Regions from separate parts of the Gossypium hirsutum genome. Here region 1 is linked to region 2. Evidence: chromatin contacts called from public Hi-C data. All regions are on one chromosome and are shown on one strand. Each heading gives the region's core, a stretch centred on a gene start, on an enhancer-like site or on the middle of the called end of the contact. The rest is flanking DNA. Distances are from core to core; before and after follow the strand shown.

Evidence for each region. A called contact is a pair of places that touch in the nucleus more often than the background predicts.
Region 1: a Hi-C map of hypocotyl shows a contact between it and region 2, with 2.7 times the contacts expected there. The contact joins the enhancer-like site here to the promoter of LOC107953293 in region 2. A contact is called at or near these places in 6 of 34 Hi-C or Micro-C datasets (callus, hypocotyl, leaf and 1 more).

The regions. Positions count from the first base shown.
Region 1 is chrA07:19,894,733-19,898,002 of Gossypium_hirsutum_v2.1, reverse strand. No RefSeq gene overlaps it. Among protein-coding and RNA genes, the nearest start is that of LOC107953290, 5.6 kb to the left of the region's middle. Within about 2 kb of position 1,367, at least 9 of the 9 cell types and tissues checked have an H3K27ac peak or open chromatin away from gene starts, as enhancers often do. A contact at or near this core is called in hypocotyl and leaf, where this site is marked.
Region 2 is chrA07:19,831,444-19,834,500 of Gossypium_hirsutum_v2.1, reverse strand. LOC107953293 (nucleobase-ascorbate transporter 12) reads left to right here and starts at 1,390. Exons shown (of 10, transcript XM_016888543.2): 1 at 1,390-2,271; 2 at 2,944-3,041. The coding sequence starts at 1,773.

The DNA.
Region 1 (3,270 bases), core at 118-2,617, 64 kb before region 2:
GGAGATGATACCCAAGAAAGTTAGGTTCAAGGACAAGAAGGATGGGATGAGCAATGACATGGTGGTCGAGATGATCTCCGACCAGCCTACTTCTTGGAGAGACATGCTTGTCGGTCACTCCTCAAATGATGGATTTAACAACTCGGGTGAAAAGGACACCATTGATATTGTAGAAGGAGACATACAGAAATCTGTTGTGAATGGCGTGCCTTCTATCACTTTCTCAGATCGGATCCATCAAATCTTCATTCAAGGTATGGATAATACTGTGATTTTAAAGCTCTTAGGTCATAACATTGATTTTTTAGTTTTACAGAACAAGATTTACAACATGTGGAGACCCTCAACCCCTATTCACATGATGGACATTTGAAAATGGCTACTTTCTGGTCAAATTTCAGAATAAATTAGACTGTGAAAAGGCTCTCTCTGAAGGTCCGTGGACTATATTCGGCCAATATTTGACTGTTCAGACTTGGACGATGGCTTTCGATCCTACACAAGCTTACCCAAGTGTAGTGATGGCATGGATTAGATTCCCTACGCTTCTTAGTTATCTCTACAACCGTAAAATAATTACTGAAATTGGTGAACTTGTGGGCAAAGTTGTCAAATTAGCATGAACACCGATAGCAGGACGAGGGGAAGATTCGCTAGATTAGTCGTTTATGTCAACATAGAAGAGCCTTTGGTGTCTCAAATCTTGATTAATGGCCGAAATTAGAAGGTTGAATATGAATCCCTGTCCACAATCTATTTTCACTGTGGATGGTACGGGCATGTTGAAAACATTTGCAATTTCAAATCTACTGAATCCATGGCTGAGGGAAACAGGGGCTCGCCTAAGGCGGAACCAGAGATTCAAAATTTGAACGTTGAAGAACCGGAGAAGAAAGATGGAAATTTCGGACCGTGGATGATTGTAGAGAGGAAATCTAAGCGCAAGCCACGAGATAGTCAACAAAAATTATCCGAATTTTATGAGAAAGACAAAGAAGGTTCTCGATTCAGTAGTTCGAAGAATATAGAAATGCAAGATAGGGAGATGGCTGATTTCTGAAAAATTAAAGGGAAAGACATTTTAATTGAAGATCAACGAAGAAAAAACTCGGGGGTTCAATTTAATGGGCATGCAGATATTAATAAGAAAAATAGCAAAGGTAAATCCCAGGAGAAGAGTTCCAAAATTGGGTTTGGCCCGATTAGCATAAGGGATAAAACTCCAATTCTAGGTCCTAAATCGGCCCACACCAATAAAACAGAAAAGAATGTTGATAAGCTATCAAATGGATTGGGCCTAGAAGCTTACTCTTCTATCCAGGCCTGTAATTCTTTAGACCGTTCTGTTCAAGAAGAAAGGAGGATATAGGACGCTGTCAGTAATGGCAGTAGTGACCGATCCCTAATAGTGGCAAAAATTGGAACTGAGCGGGCCAACGTTGGAGAATCTTTACACACCGAAAGGGAGTCTGTTATGCACCAAATGGCCTCGAAGTTAAAGGTGGTTGACAGAGGTGAAGGGTCGGTCGACGTAGGGAACCTTGATTCCGGCAAGCACTCGGCAGTCGTTTTCTTCGACAACAAAGAGTCTCAGCCCTTAAATGGCTCCTTGCCTCCGGTAGGGAATTTTGAATCGGGAAAAGGCCTGAAAATCAGAGGCAAAAACAGTAACCAAAATAAAAGCTTACATGGTAGCAATATTCATTTTAAAAATTCTAGTTACTACCGTGTTTCCCTAAAAAAAATCCATGGAACAGTTGACTGAAAGTATTTCGGTCATTGCCAAGGAGAATGATTCTGGAAGTTTTTCCGAAATTGATGAGAAGTTGGAGGGGTTCAATACCCCTAAGCAGTAAGGCTGGTTTTGTTTGTTTTTTTTTTAGGGTTTAATCCTTTTAATTTTATTACGTAAACTTTGATTTTTTTAGTTGCTTTGACCTTTATTTTATTTTATTTTATTTCTTATTTTGATGGAACCTAATCTAAAAATTTTCTCATGGAACTGTCAAAGTTGTGCTAATAGAAAATTTATCCGAGCCTTTCGTGAATATAACTCGGAGCATAGTCCAGATATTGTTTGTCTGGTTGAACCGAAAGTAAATGGTAAAAAAGCCAATTCTGTTATAGAGCAATTGGGTTTCAATTCATCCCATCGTGTTGAAGTAGTTAGCTTTTCAGGTGGTAACTGGATGGGATGGAAGGATTCTATTCGAATTCAAATTATTTCTAGTCACCCACAATTTATTTTTCTTCGCATCAATAATTTTATTTTCAATAAGCCTCTTTTTATTTCTTTTGTTTATGGTAGCCTTAACAGGTTGAAACGTAAGCTTCTTTGGGAAGGATTACAATCTATCGCTCCTAACCATTCTATCCCTTGGCTTATCCTGGGAGATTTTAACACTATACTATCTCCCTCTGAAAAGAGAAGTCCATTCAATATAGGTGAACGTTGTAATTTTTTTGGTAATTTTGTTGACTCTTGTGCTCTGCAGGACTTAGGCTTTAGTGGACCTTCCTTCACTTGGCAACGAGGTGGCACATTTTTAAGATTAGATCGAGCACTTGCAAATGATGATTGGATGTCAACGTTTCCGCAATGCTTGGTTCAGCACCTTACTCACATTAAGTCAGATCATCTACCGCTTTTGCTTTCCACTAGCCCAAAGTTTGGTGTTTTTAAAAGAAGATCATTCAAATTCCTAGCAGGGTGGCATAGCACATTTCCCACCTTTGTTAAAGAAGAATGGAATTATACATGTAACATGGTTGATTCTCTTAATAATTTTACTTCTTTTGTTAAAACTTAGAACAGGAATGTGTATGGTTTCTTGGGAGCACGCAAGCGGATTCTTAAGCGATCCCTTAACAACATTCAAAAAGCCATTGATCACTTTCTTTCTAGTCAGTTAGCTTAAAAGGAAGCTGACGTTCGGGATAAGTTGGAAAACGTCTTTAACTATGAGGAATTACTTTGGAGACAAAAGGCTCGGTGTGACTGGCTTCATTTTGGGGATAGGAATACAAATTTTTTTCATAGCCACACGAATAAGAGAAGAAAATTCAATCACATTCCTACCTTGCGATTTGGTGATGGGGATTGGTGTTCTGATCAAGATATCTTGCAAGCTAAGGCGGTGGAATTTTTTGAAAGGCTCTATGGTGAAACTCCCCATACTTCAAGGGGTATGCCTATTTTGACTTTCCTACCTAATTTTGACTTTCCTAAACTTACCCCTTCAAAGGTTTTTTTTTTTAGAAACTGAGGTC
Region 2 (3,057 bases), core at 141-2,640:
GGATCAAAAATAAAAAAATAACCGACAATGGGTGCATGCACATAAAAATATAGAAAAAAAATTATTTTTTCCTAAGTGCCGGCCACTAGAAACATGAGATCAAAATTTACTTTTACCTGGCATGGGTGCTAGCCACCACAGTGCCGACCACGTGTGTGTAAGCCGACACCTAATAAAAATTATTTTTGTTTGAATTGGAGAATACAAATACATATAAGTGTCAACCATTACAATGACGGCACCAAAAAAATTATTTTTTTAAACCCTCATGCAATCAGAAGATAATGATTGGGGATGATTGACTTGGGTTTCGGCTATGGGGGTGTCGACATCGTCCGGCACTGTTTATTTTAGGTCATTCCCGTCATTGTTTTTAAAGTTGGGCCATTCTTATAAATATTTAATTTTTTGTGCTAGCTGGTTAAAAAAGCTTATTATAAAATGAAATAATTATTTCAAATATAATTATTATATTTATATGTGAAATATTATAAATACACATATAAAAATATATAATGCTAAAATTTGCTACACTCATGATAAGGATTGAAAAATAAATATTACACATATAAAAATGGTAATTACTAAAAATAATGATATTTATAATAATTATTTGATTTTATAAATAAAAGAGTTATTAATTAAAAAGATAAATAAAAAATAAAAAATTTGAAACAACATGAAATAAAAATTACAAATGTTTTCAAAAGATGAATTGAACCTAGGAGTAAAGGATAAAATCAATATTATTTAATCATTTAACCAATAGAGTTAATATATTAAAAATATTAATTAAAAATAAAAAAAATATTTAAAAAATAAAATAAAAAATATAAATATGAGCAAAAGAGGAATTGAACCTGAGATTAAGGATAAAATCACTAATATTTAATTATCTGACAAAAAACTAATGATATTAAAAGAGTAAAAAAAATACGGGTTAAAAGTTGGGTTGAGCTTTTTTACCAACTATGCAGGGAACGTATCTAGTTAGACTTGTTTTCACATACGCTCTTTAAAAACAATCTATTTCTCTAAATTTTTCAAAAAAAAAGAGAGAAAGATTTATCCAATTAAATTCTTTTCATATATGGTGTATTTTATTTTATTAAATATATATATAATATTTGGCTATAAAAGAGTTTAGTTGGCCGTTAATAAACATGGTTTTAAACAAACTCTAAAATATCTTACAGTAATTATTAAAATATCCCTATTATATCGGGGAAAGTTAGATTCGGCAAATTTAAACACGAGACATATAAATGTTTAATACTAATATAAAATTGTAAAATAATTTATTAATAATAATAATAATAATAATAAATGTAGTACCTAATAATAAACGGATAATTTAAAAAACCAAACACCGTTAAAAGAAACTGTAGGAAAAAGAACGCGGTTTTGGCTTGGCTCCATCCACCACAGTCTCTGTTGTCTTTTGTCATTTTACTCTTTTCAATTTTCTTTACTCCACTTCACCAAACAGTTCCCCCTTCTCTCACTTCCTCACTCCCTCACTCTCCCACTTCCCCTTGTTATTATCTCTCTTTTATCTGTACTAAAATGTCTAAAGTTAGCTCATTTTCTTCCTTTCTCTTACTACAAACCCAACAGAAACTTCTCTTCTTCTAGTCTTTGAAAACCTCTTCAAAAACCCTAAAAAAATCACTGCCTTTTGAGCTCCTTTTTGGAACCCCAGATCTGTATTATTCATCTACAAGCTTAAAAGCTATGACCCACTAAGAGATTTTGCTCTTCTTTCTTTTCTAATGTCGAGTTCTGACCCCAAAACCCGACCCAAACCTGTAACACGGCCTCCTGCTCCCGTTCCACCTTCATCTTGGGCAAAGAGAACTGGGTTTAAGCCTAAATTCTCCGGGGAAACAAATGCAAGTGACTCCGGTCAAATAGCTTTGCCTCCGAGGTCTAGAGAGAATGAGAACCAACCTGATCTTGAAGCGGGTCGGGCTCGGCCAGTACCACCGGTTGTGAATGGGGAGCAGCCGGTGAGTGAGAAGGGTCCAGCAGAGAAGGATCAGTCGGTGAAGAAGAGGAGGGAGGCGGATGGGACGAATAAAGGGAGCTCAGCTGCCGCTGCTAACGGACATACAGTTAATAATGGGGCGGCGCCACAGCCGCAGCAGCCGACTAGGAGGCCTTCTAGGAATGAGGATGTGGTGGATGTATTGCCACAGAATGTAGATGATGAAGGCTTCGTTGGAAGGCACTCACATATGAAATATGAGCTTAGAGATACTCCTGGTCTTGGTAATTTTCTCTCTTACTTTTCACTTTTGTTTTCTTTTAAAGCCGGGGGAGAATGAACGACTTGTTTGTTGAAATGGGTGTTTGTGATTCTTTTTACAAGTGTGGCTTGTTTGTTGTCGTTGTTGTTTTTTTCCCTCTCCACGTTACCTGAAAGTAAAAGATCCTTACCTTTTTAATTTTTTTTATTTAGTCTTTGAGGTTTTGCTTGTATATACTGTCATATTTGTCTGAATTGACAACTGAAATAGGCTATACTTATTTATTTAATTTTTGGAATATTACTTGTTTATTTATTGATTTATTTTCTATTTGGAGTGAAAATTCTGTGCTTTTATTGATTAGTGGTTATACTTATTTGTATGATTTATTGCTAGCTTTCTTTTTGTAGGTTTATTAGCCGTTTTGGGTGTGGCCTATGTGCTCTTTGTTTCATTTTACTGATAAAATTATTGATAATTTTGATGTATCATTGCTTGTAAATTTGTGATAAGACTGTTGATTTGGTACGAAACTAAGAAATTCTTTTATATGTATTTATGTTCATTTCGAATGGGTAAGAACATTTTATGTTTTTTCGAAATAGATTAGAGGCTATTACAACTTTACAAGAATGCGTTTTTGGTGATTTGATAATAATTATGTTTTAACTGTTTCATTTTTTTTCTTTTTCAGTTCCTATTGGTCTTTATGGATTCCAGCACTATCTTTCTATGTTGGGTTCATTGATTCTTATTCCACTCGTAATAGTCCCTGCAATGGGTGGCACTTATGTGAGTGGTTAAATTA